Linked DNA regions of Ovis aries: region 2 is linked to region 1. The links are chromatin contacts, called in public Hi-C maps. All regions are on one chromosome and are shown on one strand. Each heading gives the region's core, a stretch centred on a gene start, on an enhancer-like site or on the middle of the called end of the contact. The rest is flanking DNA. Distances are from core to core; before and after follow the strand shown.

Region 1 (7,710 bases), core at 2,205-4,704:
GGGGCCTGGCACCAGCAGTTCTAGTCCCGGTGGAGGTGGGGTTCTTGTCTGGGGACGCCTGGGTCTGAACAGAGGAACCCATCAGACTGGCATCCTGGGGTGGGAGGTGTCACCTGCCAGCCTTACTCCACCTGAGTCTCCAGTTTCTTGGATCCCCCCATAGGTCCCCAGGCCTGGCCTAATCCCCCCGTTCGAGGCTGTCACCCATCACACCCCACACCACTCCTTCCACGAACAGACAAATCTTATTTATCACAAAATCATTTTTTAATGAGGGTTGGGTCAGGAACAGGAATAGGGATTGCACTGGGGACCCTACCCCAGATGGCAGAGGGCTCAGGTGTTGGCTCGCACCCTGCCTCCTGTAGGGCACCGCAGGGTGAGACCTGACCCCAGGCTCTGGCTATGGTGCTGGACACCAGCCTGGAGTGGAGCTGGGGTTGCTTGGCCTGGTTCCGACGGCCGACCCGGCTGCAGTTCCCCAAAAACGGCCACCAGAGGGCAGTCGGCCCCCAGAGCAGAGGAATTCTCGGTTTCTCAGGTGATGGCTTCTTAAAAAAATAAAAAACCAGAGGCTGGTGTGTTCCCCCTGCAAACCCGAGGGGGCGGGCCTGGGGAGAAGGCTCTGGTTTCTATGATCTCTTCGATAAAAAGTAAGCAAAAATAATAACAAAATACGTGGTTTCTCTCTCTCCCTTTTCCCCCTCTAGGAACTGAGGTCAGAAATGAGGGTGTTGGGGACTGGGAGTACCCTGGTATGGCCTGGATTTCAAGGTGTGGGTCTCTTTATTTCCCCTTAACACCCATAAATAAATTCATAAATAAATAATAAATAGATATTCTCTTTGTATGTGCACATATATACAGATAAACCTTTCTCTTATCTAGGCAATGGAGTAACTAACCTCTCTGACTCTTTAGCTCAGAAACACAAAAGTAAAGTGACATGGTCAAGGTCAAGGGAGGGGGAAGGTCAGGGACTTGGAATGGCACTGTGAAACACCCAGCAGCCTACTGGAACTCCAAGCCCATCTGGGCTGTGGGACATTTCTGAGTTGGGACCCTGACCACCGGAACATTCTAGAACCATGGAGCCAGCTGGGCCCTGCAGGGATCTGAACAGAATCCTGTGAAACACCCAAAGTCCTAGAACTCCAGAACCAGCTGGGTCTTGGGGTGTGGAGCTGGGGGTTGGAACAAAGCCCTGGAGGACCTAACATTCTGGAATTCTGTAGTGATGAGGGCTGGAGGGTCACCAGGATGAGACTAGACATCACTGGGGGAGCGGGATCGGAAGAGCGTCTTGGAAGAGGAACAGCAGCAGCAGACAGCCCACAGCACCTTCTGCACGTCCTGGTTGCGGAAGGCGTAGATGATGGGGTTGATCATGGAGTTGTAGGTGGCAGGGAGCAGGGTGAGATAGGTGTAGAGGGGTGGGGAGTGGGCATCGCCCAACAGGCAGTAGACGGTGAAGGGCAGCCAGCAGGCGGCAAAGGCGCCAAGCACCACGGCCAGGGTGGCAATGCCCTTTCGGGTGGCCACGTAGTGGGAGGCAGGCAGCAGGTGCCGCTGGAGGGCAATCTGCTGGGCATGGCGGCAGACGATGCGACAGACCTGGGCGTACAGCTGCAGCATGATGCCGAACACCATGAAGAAGGCGACGGCCAGGACCACCAGATGGTTCTTGGAGAGCGGATAGACCACGCCGCACGTGGCCCGCGCATCCAGGCAGTTCCAGGCCAGCACAGGCAGCAGCCCCAGGCCCAGCGCGCCCCCCCACACTAGGGCCAGCATCACATAGGTCCGCGTCACTGTTGTCTCTGAGTAGTAGGTGAGCGCATTATACAGAGAAAGGTAGCGATCAACGGTGATGGCCAGTAGGCTGCCGATGCTGGCAGTAAAGGCCGTGGCCAGCACGCCAACCAGCACCAGGCTCATCACTGCTGAGCCAATGCAGAAGACAGCAGCGAAGTGCATGACCAGGCCCAGGCCCGCCAGCAGGTCTGCCACAGCCAGGCTGCCCACTAGCAGGAACATGGGGGCACGGAAGGCGGGAGTGCCCACGATGATGGCCACCACCAGCGCGTTCTCACAGGACACCAGTGTGCCCGAGATGCACAGTACTACGTCCCAGGCCGTGGGGGTGGGCAGCGGTGCAGCAGGGCCTGTGGGCCCCTCTGTGGACCCCATGCTGCTCATGTTCATGTTTCCAGGGCCAGCAGAGAGCCAGGCCAGGGGGCTGCCTGCACCCCACATCATGGTACCTGTAGGAGAAACGCCCTGTGAGAAGCTGGCAGGGCTGGGTGCTGGGTAGAGGGGTCTGGAAGCAGTCGGGGGGGGGGGGTCTCTCCTCAGGATACCTGGCTGGGTCCCAGGTTGCCCACCCCCTCCCATGCCCTGAAGCTCCTTCCAGGATACCCTTGTCTTCACCTATGCCCCTAGGCCAGCAGGGGTCTGGGGATCCCTGTGGTGGGTCGCTCCCCTCTCCCTTCTAATACATTGAGTCCCGCAGGTCTCTCTCCCATGTGTGTGACCGAGGAGGACAAGATGAAGGACTACCATAAGTGGATGGAGGCCCATAGGATCCCGGAGAAGCCGGGAAAGGCCCAGGACTGGGGGAGGGGACATCTCAAGACTGACAGCAGTTCTGCTCCCTCCCCACTGGGGAGGATGACGCTCAGTTTCTGAGGCTCACCAGACCCCTCACGATTCTCAGTATGGCCAGCCCCAGACTCCGCCCCCAGAGAATGCTCGTGAAGCTCCCGCCAGCCCCCACCCTGCACTCTTAGGGTAACAACATCTGGGACCTCAGCCCCCCAACACACACTCGCCTAGACTTCTGCCCCCAGCTGGACCCTTCTTTCTGCCTGAACCTCTGGGTCTTTGGGACAAACACCCCCTGCTGGAAGCCAGGATCCTGGAGTCAGATCCCTCCCTCTGCTTGGACACCTGGCTCTTGGGCCTGACTCCGCCTCCTGTCCGGACGTCTGGATTTCTAAGTCGGACACCTCCTCCTGCTCGGACGCCTGGTTCCTGGCCCAGACGCTTCCTGCCGGCCCAAACTCAGATGACCATCAGTCCCTTCAGGGCCTCGGGTCCTTGCAGGAGTGCTCACCCCACGCCGGGCTACCCAGCTGACAGCTCTTATCACCCAGACCCTGGGTCCCCTCCTGTTAGCCCAGACTCAGAGTTCCTGGTCTCAACCTCCGACCCCAACCAACGGCTGGGAGCTTGACCGCTTGCCCAGCGTCCAGCATCCTGCGTGCCCTCTTGGACGCCTGGTACCCAAGGCGGGGCCCGCTACTCACCTCTCGGGACGGGGCGCGGCCGGGCCGCGGGGAGGCTGCGCTCGGGTCCGGGCTGCGCAGGGTGTGTGAGGACCCCGAGAAGCCCCCGCGGCCGCGGGAGAAGCGGCGTGAGTCACCCCGTCCTGCCCCGCCCCCGACCACCGCTTTGGTGACGTCAGTGGCCCGGCTGGCCAATGGGTGCGTCGCGCTGGGGCGCAGCGCGCGCCGCTCGGCATAGTAATGAGGCCTCGTGCCGCCCGCTCCCCCATTCATAAAAAGCGACCGTGGCTGCGGCTCCGCCCCCTTCTGAGTCGGCCCGCGCTGTCCTTGACGCTGCGCCCTCTACGGGCCGGGGGTTTCGGGGTCGCTGGTGCGAGAGCCCTTGCAGTCTCAGGGAGGTGGCGGGGGGCATGTGTTAGAGGGAGAGGAAGAAAGGGGCCCCGGAGAGTTTGTGGAGGTGATGGGACCCTCGGGTGGCAGAGACAGGCTGACGGAATTCAGGTGACGGAGCCCGAGTGATGGGGGCTGAATGAGCGTCCCCGGTGAGGATGACAGGGGTTGCCAAGACGATGGGGCCCTGAGGTGATGGTGACAGGAGCACGAGGGAGCAGGGAGGTGGGTGGAAGTGACGGTATGAGCGCGGTGACAGGATCTTGGGGGGATGGTGGCAGTGCGACGCTGAGGAGGAGAAGGAAGCCCCCAGGGCAACCATAGCAGTGTCAGGGTGACGCTGGGCCATGATGGGGTTCAGGGATGAGGCGGTAGGAAAGGGAAGGTGGAGGGGCTGGGTGATAGTTCTTCAGGTCACCGTGACCCTGTCACAAGTGACCAGGCTGTGATAAGGGTCATAGGGTCCTGGAATGAAGATACCAGGTGACTGTGGGCCCCCAGGGGGGTGGGACAGGGTAGAGGGTCTGGACTGACAGTAACCGGGCCAGCCCTCCTGATGCCGGGGCTGGCAGAAGGAGCTGGGCGACGTCAATCATGTCAGCCCAATAGCGCCCTCACTGCACAGGGAGGGGTGGGCCTGGCAAGATTTCAAAACTTGAATTATTTATTCAAGGATCTGGAAAGCCAGCGGGGTGGGGGTGGGGGGGGGGGTGGGGGGGGTCACTTCCCTGAAGCAGCAGGAGTCGGGAAGAACTTGGAAGCAGAAAGCCATCAGCTCAGTCCCCAGGGCGGGCCCCCCTCGGCCTCCCATCTTAGGCACCCTGGCAGGGCAGGGCACAGAGAAGAAACTCCCCCTTCCCCACCTCTTCCTGTTCCCAGGGAACCTCTCCCAGCTGACTTCTCCAGATGCCACAGATATGGCCAGTTCTGGGAAAGGGGAAATAGCTGCCTCCTCCACCCTCCAACTCGAGCTCTGATCCTCATTGGAATCAACCAGGCCTGTGGGAAGGGGCTGGGGGCAGGGACCAGGTGAGGGCCCAGATCCCAGGCCCCACCACTTATCCTCCCAGCACAGAACCACTGCAGTATCCACAGTCAGTGTGGGGCAGGGAGAAGGAGGGGGCCGGCCAGTGGCAGGGTACATGGGGCTGGCAGGGCTGGAGAAGATACTGTACTTCAGGTTGCACATGGTGAGTTTGGGGTGGTTAGCAGGTGGTGTGGTCAGCAGTTAGTTTGGGTGAATATCTTAGGCTCTTTGGGCCTGTTTTCTCTAGAGACAGGGACTTCCCAATTGGTCCAGTGGCTAAGATGCCACATACCCAATGCAGAGGGTTGGGGTTTGATCCCTGGTCAGGGGAACTAGATCCCATGAGCCGCAACTAAAGAGTTTGCATGCGGCAACTAACAAGATCCTACGTGATGCAGCTAAGACCCAGCACAGCCAAATAAATAAATAAAAGTTAAGAAAAAGAGAGACCATGTTAGTATCTTCTGCATGGAATTGCTGGGAGGTGCTGGCTGCAGGAGGAGGACACCTGGGAGGCTTGGGTGTGCGGGGAGGGAGCAGAGAGGAGGAGCTTCAGGGAACCCCACCAGTGAGAGCACAGACTGGGTGAGAAGCTTCCTGCTCCTGGGCTTTGCCTGGCGGTTCCCTCTGCCCAGAACCCCTTTACTCCATTTGAGAGTCTCTGCGGCCAAGTCAATATCTTCCGGAGCAGGCTTTCCCAACCTCTACCCTAGACGACCACTCCCGCCCCTGTCACTCTCTCCCTCCTTTCCTTATCATTTTTTAGAGCACTTAGCACTCCTGAAATTGTAAATTTATTGTTTTAAGAGAAAAGACATGTCAGCCCCACCAAGATATAAGCTCCAAGAGGATACAGACTTTGTTCTGGTCTGTGCTGGAGAACAAAGCCTGGCGTGGAGGAGGTGTTCAATAAATACTTGCTGACTGGATGACTGGACAAAAAGCAACATCCGAGAAAGAGAAGGAAATCACGGAGGGAACAGTAATACGCACAGTGTTGAGGAAAGCGGGGCAGCAAAGGGAATACAAGAACATCTGCCCCCTGGAACCCGGATGTCCACTTTCTCCCCTGTCAGAGCCAGGTCTCAACAGCTGTCCAGTTGGTCTCAGAGAGGCTGCTGGGAGGTTGGCATGAGAGGGTGTATGAGAGGGAACCCATTTGTGGTCCCGTGGTTAGGACTCCACACTTCCACCGCAGGGGGCATAAGTTTGATTCCTGGTCAGGGAACTAAGATCTTGCAAGCCATATGGCTCACACATACACACACACACACACACACAAATAGAGGGGAGATGTATGAGAGACTGTCGTCTTCTCTTCTGAGTGGCATGATCTTTTTTTATTTTACATAGTTTATTAATCCTTTCATGAAAAATCTGCACAATCACCACAGATAAAGTCACTGCAGGATCTTTAATCCTTCCTTCTGCCAGAACCTACATTGGTCTTTGTGATCCCCCAAGCTCCTTCATTCTGTCCTTCAGTTCTTTTTCTTCTCAGGCAGCCCATGTCTTGCAAGGTGGTGGTGGTTTATTTTTCTTCCCATAACCCAAGGAATCATAAATCACATCCAAGCCAGTTGTCACCACCAAAATGGGTTCTGACTCCAAATATAAAGATGACATCTGGTGTGGTCTTGTATACTTTGGCTATTTTCCCCAAATTTCTGTCTTGGATACGGTTGCCCTTCCAGGGTGAAGAACATCAATGACCACCTTTCCCTTGAAGTAGTTGGTTGGTCAGAATTTCCTGATCCAGAGAATCATGGTGTTGGTTCATGACGGAGGCAATCCTCAGTCAGCCAAAGAGGAAAAGAGTGAAGTGACATTTCTAACCCTGAGAAACCCTGGAGACCTAAGTGACTCAAGTGAGGCTGTGGAGTTTCTTATTTGCTTGTTTTGGGGTTTCTTTGGCTGTGCCATGCAGCATGTAGGATCTCAGTTCCCCGACCAGGGACTGAACCTGCGTCCCCTATAGTGGAAACACGAGTCTTAACCACTGGACTGCCAGGGAAGTCTGAGGCTATGGATTTTCATGTGGGCACACTCTCTCGTGCTCCAAAACTGCCCCATGTCAACAGGACAATTGAGGCCATCACTGCCAACCAGGTCTGTTCCCCAAAGATCTGCTATCTAGAAGAAAAGGCAACCCTTTTTCTTCTCTCATCCTCAGGCCCCCTTCCCTGTCTCCTTGATTCTCCTCGTCACTGACTTCCCCCTCCAGCCCTTCCCACCTACCAGATGCCAGACCAGAGCCCAGTACATACGATAATCCTACACCCCTATTTCATAGGTAAAGCCCAGAGAAGCCAGACGATTTGCCCAAATCACACTGTCAATGGCAGAGCTGGGATCTGAAGCCATTCTATTTGGAACCAAATCCAGTGTGCCTTCATTCTAGCCTAAATGTCACCATCTCCCCAGAAGGGGCTGGGAATAAAGTTTGACTAAGGTAGACAATACTTGTAGTTCCCCAGGTGACCACCAGATGGCTGTGAGCACTCACCTCCAGGTGAGACTTCTTTCTTTCCCTCCACCAACCCTGTGGGCCTAGACTCTGGAGGGAAGTGTGTGAGAGAGACACAGACACAAGCCCCCTGTCCAAGCTCCAAGAATCTGGCCATCATCAGTGTACACATTCTTAGCACAGACCCATTCATTCAGCCAATATTCACTGATAGTTCTCTTGGGCTTGGGTTTGAGAGGGTGCCACAGACAGAGATGATATGGCCATATCCGTGCATTTTCAACATTCAGTAAATATTTATTGAGTTTATTTACTATTTGCCAGGCACAGTTCTAGGCACAGAGAATATAGCAATGAACAGATATCTCCTCTTCATGGTGTTTCCATTCTGATGGGGAAATGGACAATCTACAAATAAACACTTAATATGATATTAAGTAGGGAACCCTTGAGGGTCTCACAGACCAGTGAGATAGGCAAACATGTATACAGTCGCAACATGGTACAGTATGATTATTTAATAAGCACCTGATTAGCTT
Region 2 (7,710 bases), core at 3,860-6,359, 270 kb after region 1:
GCCAACCACCCGGAGAGGGCTGAGTTCTGGCCTCTCTTCTTTCTTTTTCTACATAATAAATTGGCTTTCAAATAACAAGTGATACATTGTCAACTGATAGAAACTGTAAAATTTTGGGTTTAAAAAAATTACCTACAACCCCACTCTCCAAAGATCATCTTTCTCTTCTCATGTGGAACTAATACCATAGTCATTTGGTGCTATTTATTTTTTCCCCAGAAGGTGACTCGGATTTGTGGTTCTCCCACCCCCACCAGCATGAGTCACCCTAGTGCCACAGAGTCACCCAAGGCTCTGAGTTTGCTAAGGGAGACGATGGCTCAGAGGCAAGCGAAAGAGGCTGGAGAACAAGCCCTGCTAGTGTACTTGGCTTGGCCCCAGCCACCTGGAGAATTTAATGAGCAAAGAGCTTCAGAGACTTAAAGGGTGAATCAGAGCTGCCACCTGAGCTCACAACCTTTCAACAGCTTCCCATGGCTCTTTGGAGAAAGCCAGGGTCTTCCACGTGGCCTTGGATGTCCACCCTCCCCGGCCTGAGTCTGAATCGTGGACTCCATCTATCAGTTGTGTGACTTTGGGCAAGTTATTTAAACCTCTCCATGCCTCAGTTTCCCCACCTACAAAATGGGAATAACAGAACCTAGCTCTTAGAACTGCAGGGAGGGTGAAAGATGGCTAGGTGAAGCACTGAGCACCTGGCATGTGGAAAGCCCTGGATAAATGTTGGCAGTATAACTATTAGTGATTTGCTCCATTCTTCCCTTTGCCCTCCACCCTGGGATGCACACCCCAGCAACGTGACTGCAGAGCCCTCACGTTTAACCCCTCTGTACACAGCCTCTGACCATATCCGTCCAATGGTGATAAGACAGGGCAGGTCTTCTCCTCAGATGACTTTCCTGTTTTCAGAGGGGGTGAAGATGGAGGATCTTTCCAGAACCCCCTCTGTCTCATTGACCAGAACTGGGCCCCACACCTGCCCTTAAATGAATAACTGGCAGAGAGGAATGCAAACGTCCTAGTCGTACAAGACCTGGACAAAATCAGGCTTCTGTTAGCTCTGATGGTGCTTCTCAAACTCCAGGTACGTCGGAATCCCCTGGAGGGTTTCTTACAACACAGATTTCTGGGCCCCACCCTCCAGGCTTGCTTACCTCTCAGGTGAGGTCAAGAATTTGCATTTTCCTACAGAACTTCCTGGAGAAGGCAATGGCACCCCACTCCAGTACTCTTGCCTGGAGAATCCCATGGACAGAGGCGCCTGGTAGGCCGCAGTCCATGAGGTCGCTAAGAGTCGGACGCGACTTCACTTTCACTTTTCACTTTCATGCATTGGAGAAGGAAATGGCAGCCCACTCCAGTGTTCCTGCCTGGAGAATCCCAGGAATGGGGGAGCCTAGTAGGAGGCCATCTATGGGGTTGCCTAGAGTCCGGCACAACTGAAGCGACTTAGCAGCAGCAGCAGCAGAGAGCTTCTTTCCAGGACTTTCCAACAGGACTTCCCCTGGTGGTCCAGTGGCTAAGAATCCACCTGCCAATGCAGGGGACACAGGATCAGTCCCTGGTCCAGGAAGATCCCACATGCCATGGGACAACTAAGCCCATGAGCCGCAACTACTGGGCGCATGCTGTGGAGCTCACGTGCCCTGGAACCTGCGTTCCCCAAGAGAAACCACAGTGAGTAGCCTGTGCACCACGACGAAAGAGTAGTCCCCACTTGCCACCACTAGCGAAAATTCACATGCAGCAGTGAAGACGCAGTGCAGCCAAAAATTAATAAATTTTTAAAAAGAATTTGCGTTTTCCCAGATGCTTCTGCAGCTGCTGTTGATAATTCCGAGACCACACCTTGAGAATCCCAGGAGGGGAGGAGGAGGGGGAACAAATGTTTGTTCCTGAGATTAACCTGGCCTCTGACTGGGGCCTCTGGGTCTGGAGCTGGCTATGGGCAGCCCAGTCTCAACTCAGGCTGTGCAAAGACCTCCCCCAGATCTCATGGCCACTGTCTTGCTGCTACTGATTTCTGATCTGTGGCCTTTATTTCTGCCCTGGAATAGACCCAAGTGAGGGGCGGCAGGGGTGGAGGGCAGTTTCCCCAGCTCACAGAGCAACTCTGGGTATCAGCTATTGTGTGAGCAGGACTTGTACTAAAGACACGGCCCACGGAGGAAAATAGCACAGGAGCGGATCCTGCTCTGAAAAGCCCTGGGGCCTCCCTGACACTGAGGCTCCCAGAGCTCTGCACCAGTCGCGGCAGGACCCAGCCAGTTTCTCTACCTTCCTCCTATGCACACCTCCCTCCTCGCTGCCCCCGGGGAGGTAGAACACGCCGTCCCCTCCACTCTCTCCTCCACAGCTCAGCGCAGTCCTGCCAGTGGCCACGCCCTTCAACTGAGGGCCCAGGGCAGGAGAGTCAGAACATGCACCCATGTAGAGCCTGGGTCAAGGGCGCTGAGTCTGAGCACCCAGCTGGGGGAAGCCAGTGCTTCTGATCTGAGTAAGCCCTGAAGGTGGACAGGAGACAGATCGGGCCTGGGGGATGGGGGTAGGGGGCGGGACTCTGCCTCCTGTGGGCTGAGCAAGGACTGGGATTTGGTTCTGAGCTATCCTGGCTTTGAGAGGATCCTAGGAATACTGTGAGAGATGCTGGGCAGTCAGTCGATCCCTCCTGCTCCTTCAGCTCTCAGAATCACTCACAACAGGCTCATACTTGGAATTGAAATGGAGCAACACCTTATAGTCCTTGCCCCCTCCCCCTAGCCCCCAACACGTACTTTGCCTGCCTTCTGTCTGTGGAAAACTTTAGTCAAAGAATAAGTTTAATCGGAGAAGTGAGAAATGCAGAAACAAAGGAAACAGTCAAAGGAGACGAAATAATAATAATGTAGTCACTAAGCAGAGCCAAGGCCCTTCAGTGCTTCCTCAAGGGCTGTAGATAACAAGCTGAGCTGCATCCGGTGAGCTGTCTTATAGATGCTGAAACCCCAGGTGGAGAAGTTAACTCCATGATGACCAGACTTTGCTCACAACATGAGCTGCTGCAATTCTGAGAAACTGGCCGCAAAGAAATGGGAACAAACGGACCCTGGAACTGAAGACGAACTGTATCTAAAAGTCAAGATGGCACTGGTCAGACCGCTCCTGACCAACCTGAGGATGACTGTCGGGGCTGACTGTGCTGTTTCTGCAGTTAGTCACCCCCCACTTCTGTCTAGAAAAGCTCCAGCCCCACTGGTTGCCAGTGGCATTGTTGTAGCCTCGCTTTCCGGGAAGCAAACTCACTCAGAAGGACAATGCAGAGAGTGGAGTGCAGTTTACTGCACCGGCGGGCCCAAGGCAGAGTCTCCTCTTAGCCAAGGACCCCGACCAGTTTTTGTGAAAACCTTATATACCCTAAGTGTACATGCTCAAACCCACCTCCCCAAATTCCCTGAAACTAGTCTGAACAAAGGAAAAGAAAGATACAATCAAAGTTAACCCGTGATTCGTAAGCCTTAAGCCTAGGTTAACAGTGGACAATTATCAACAGGCCTATGGTCATACCTCAATAAGTATAATAGAATTTATGATTCTATTTGGTTATACAGATAATTAGGGTATTCTTTTAGGTGAGGAGAGTCTAGGTACGAGCCCTAGGGCTCTTCCATCCTGGGGGTCTGGTTTTCCATTTGGTATGTTGTTTCCATAGATACTGGGCATATAGCTCAAAGTCCATAGTCTGGCCCAAGATGGAGTCCTGCTTTCAAGACGGAGTCCTGCTTTCAAGACGGAGTCCTGCTTTCAAGACGGAGTCCGGCCCAAGATGGAGTCCCGCTTTCAAGATGGAGTCTGTTCTGTCTGTTTCCTCCTTCAGCGGGGGGTGGGGGGGGAAGTCAGCCTTTGGACAGATGTCTTCCCTGTCCTCCTCCCGCCCCCTCGAAGTTTCCGGCATCTGAAATGAAGCAAACTTTCTGTCAACCTGGCCTGTTTGTTGGCTTTTGAGTGGCGAGGAGCCTGACCCCGCACACTGGGTAACAGAATCCCTCAGGCTTTCGAGCCTCTGAAGAGAGAACCTACTGACCAGGGCAGGGTGCCCCTCGAGGCACCTAGAGGCACCATTTTGGGGACAGCGGCTTAGAAAACTCCAGGAAGACAGTATCTTTCTTTCTTTTTTTTTAATTTGAAGGTAGGGCCTTTTAGGGGGCTGTGTGTCTCTTCAATACTGACTGCAAGCTTTCTCCAGTTGTGGTGAACAGGAGGCGGGGGGTGGGGGTAGGGCAGCTGCTCTTCCTTCAGTTCTTAGGCGCTAGAGCGCAGGCTCAGCAGTCACCCCAAGGCATGTGGAATCTTCCCAGACCAGGGATCGAACCTGTGTCCCCCGCATTGGCAGGCAGATTCTTAACCACCGGGCCACCAGATAAGTCCTTCTAACGCAATCTGATTTTACCTTCTTGGGTTCTGGAAGAATGAGTGGGTTCTTTATGGTGAACTTTGAGGATACTTAGGCCCAGACAGGGGGAGGACCCTCTTGGCTATCAGCTTATTGCAAAATTTCGATGTCACCCAGAGGAATCCAGATTGGGGACCGCTGTTATTTATAACCACAACTTCCTTCTCAGGAGAGTAGATCCTGCTTCTTTAAATAAAAGGCTCTTTTGTTTGTTCTGAGGCCCCTTATTGAGTTTAGCAAAGGTAGCCAGGTAGCCAAGTTTGGGAGGAGAAGCTGGGGAGGGCCAAATCCTTCCAATTGCTTGGTATCTCGAATGAGCTGAGCCAGGGAAGCCCCCAGGGGTGGCAAGGTGGGAGGGTTGTGAAGGAAGGAGGGCAGGTGGAGATGGGAGCAGGCTGCCCAGCTCAGGAGGCAGGGGGCTGGGGAATGCGGGGGGCCATGGCTTTTAAGAATAGGAATGTCCCAGTGTCACTCTCTCTTGGGTGCTGAGCAGTGCTGTGACTTCCAGAGACCTAAATATCTTCTGCTCACAAAGCATCCTGGTATTCATGCTTTCTTGGGAGAAGAAATGGGCTGCATCCTATGTTTGAGTCAATTCCAGGGCAGAAATAAAGGGAACAGCTGCTAGAATTCAGCAGAAACAGGAAACCAGAGCCACACAATTGTAAGCCTGAGAAAGTGCAGAAGTCTTGGGGACAGGGTCTGAGCCAAACCTATTTTAATCTGATGAGCTGGGAACCCCCAGCCAAGCCTGGGTTCTGCCATCCGGGAAGACTCCGCCCCCTGTTTCCTCACTGAAAAAGCCTGTTGTGTTCAAGGGAGAGGGCAGTGTACCCACCTGGGGTGGGGCAGGGGTCAGGAGGACGACGACTGGTCGGAGATAATTCTACATGTTCCCGCTCCCCTCTGCTGTGACTGGGGCGCAGTAGGCATGTGACCCTGTTCTAGCCAGTGAGACAGAAGGGGAAGTGGGGCTGGGGGCTTCGGGAAGGGTTTCTCTGCCTAATGAAAGGAGAGAGAGCCATTTTAGGGCAAGCCCTGCCCCTGCTTTCTTTCTGGAGATGCTATCTCTGGCTGAGCCTCTGAGCCATTAAAAACAGGGGTTCCAGAGTCAGGGTTAAAAGCACAGCTGGGCTCTGATTAGCTGGGCCGTCTTGAGAGAGTTACTCAACATTTCTGCCTCATCCGCAATGTGAAAATAATAATGGCACCTTCCTCTTAGGGTTGTCGTCACGATCGAATGAATGAATGCGCGAGTGTCTGAAATGGTTCGACAGCTCCTACACATGGTGAGCACTCGATACATGACAGTTGTTACTGTTATTTTTTAATATTTATTTCTTTTTGGCTGTTCCGGGTCTTGATTGTGGGTCTCTGCCACTGTATTGCATGCAGGCCCAGTAGTTTCCGCAAAGTGTGTGGGATTTTAGTTCCCCAACTAGGGATTGAACCTGCGTTCCCCTGCACTGCAAGGCAGATTCTTAACCACTGGACCACCAGGGAAGTCCCTGTTATTATTTTTTTTAATCTGTGGATATGATGCTTGGAACCACGGTAAACTTCTTTTACCCACAAAGGAGGAAACCCTAACATAGAAGATGGGAAGGTAGGAAGAGGAAAGTATTGATTTCCAAACAAGACCTCTGAAGATAATAAAACTCCCAAATCTTTAGGCAACATTTGGTTGAATATTTGTTATTTGCAGCCTAAAGCATTCTAACCATTTGTACATAAAACTTGATTCAAAAAAACAAAAACAAAAACAAAAACAAAACTTGATTCCCTTGTTGATTTACAATAAGAATAAAACCACTTAGTCTATAGGACACTCACATTTATTGATGAAAATACTCACCCTGGAGGCAGACTACAGCAGTGATCGCCAGTTATTCTCAAATGCTTGGTTTCTCCTTTTTTCAAATTTATCTTATTGACGTATAGTTGATTTACAGCGTTGTGTAGTTTCTCCTTTCTTTAATAAAAATAACTGCTGGACACATGTGCCTAGCTAGAAACTACATTTCCCAGGCTCCTCTGCAACTAGAAGCCATATGCCCAAGTTCTAGCCAAAGGAATGTGAATCGAGTGCCCGTCTTGGAGTTTGCCCTTGAAAGGGTTGGGCCTGCCCTGCCCTCAGTCTTCTCTCTTCTTGCTGATGGGAAGATGATAAGAGCTGGAGCAGTTACCGTGGATCCAGAGACTGAAGAGCCATTTTTAGGGTAGACAGAATTGCCCCACCAGCCCTGAACCACCTACTTCTGACTTCTTACAAACAAGAAAAAGAAATTATCTTGTGTAAGCCAGCGTATAGTTTTTTGTCACTTTACCACAGCAGATCTACGTGAGATTACAGAATATCAGGTAGAAATAGTGGTACAGAAACACTGTTCTGTGATTAGTACTATGACCCTATGTATCAGTCAGCTGCTGCTTCATAACAAAACACCCCAAATTTAGGACTTAATGCAATAACGCTTTACTATTTCTCATGATTCTGTGGGTTGGCTTCATTCTTCTGCTGGTTTTTCCAGGGCTTGCTTGTGCAACTGCAATCAGTTGGAGGAATGGCTGAGGGCTGGGTTCTGCTGGGACAGAGAGGGTGGCTGAGCCTCCCTCTCCATGTGGTCTTTCATCCTCAAGGAAGATAGTCCAAGCTCGTTTTCCTCACATGGTGACTCTGTAAGAGTTCCAAGAGAAAGCCCCGAAGCACCAACATTTTTCCTGTTTGTGTCGTGGTTGCTGGTACTCCACTTGAAAAAGCAAGTCACATGGCCAACTTCAGAGTCAATGCAGGAGGGTATAGATACCAGAAGCTTGATTCACTGGGTTATTTAGGGAACAACTCACCTTACCCTATTACGCCCCATGAATTTTGGAAGCTCATTAAGGATAATTAGAAATCCTAGTGCTGTGCACACTAGACTCACCTGCACAGAGACTAATAAACCTCTAGGATTAGGGACAATTAAAATTCATTCCCTCATTTGGCTATTCATCATGTTCAGTCCGGAGGTGGCAATGGCACCCCACTCCAGTACTCTTGCCTGGAAAGTCCCATGGACAGAGGAGCCTGGTGGGCTGCAGTCCACGGAGTCGCGAAGAGTCGGACACGACTGAAGCAACTTAGCAGCAGCAGCAGCAGCAGCAGCATGTTCAGTCACTCAGTCATATCCAACTCTTTGTGGCCATCAGCCCACCAGGCTCCTCTGTCTATGGAATTCTCCAGGCAAGAACACTGGAGTGAGTTGCCATTTCCTCCTCTAGGAAAGCTTCCTCATCCA

Evidence for each region. A called contact is a pair of places that touch in the nucleus more often than the background predicts.
Region 2: a Hi-C map of mixed tissues shows a contact between it and region 1, with 2.4 times the contacts expected there. The contact joins the enhancer-like site here to the promoter of GPR3 in region 1. A contact is called at or near these places in 2 of 16 Hi-C or Micro-C datasets (mixed tissues and tail adipose tissue).

Annotation. Positions count from the first base shown.
Region 1 is chr2:239,621,312-239,629,021 of ARS-UI_Ramb_v3.0, forward strand. GPR3 (G protein-coupled receptor 3) reads right to left here and starts at 3,455. Exons shown (of 2, transcript XM_027965442.3): 1 at 3,309-3,455; 2 at 1-2,264. The coding sequence starts at 2,259. The coding sequence ends at 1,267.
Region 2 is chr2:239,893,627-239,901,336 of ARS-UI_Ramb_v3.0, forward strand. No RefSeq gene overlaps it. Among named protein-coding and RNA genes, the nearest start is that of TENT5B, 43 kb to the right of the region's middle. Within about 2 kb of position 5,110, at least 3 of the 54 cell types and tissues checked have an H3K27ac peak or open chromatin away from gene starts, as enhancers often do.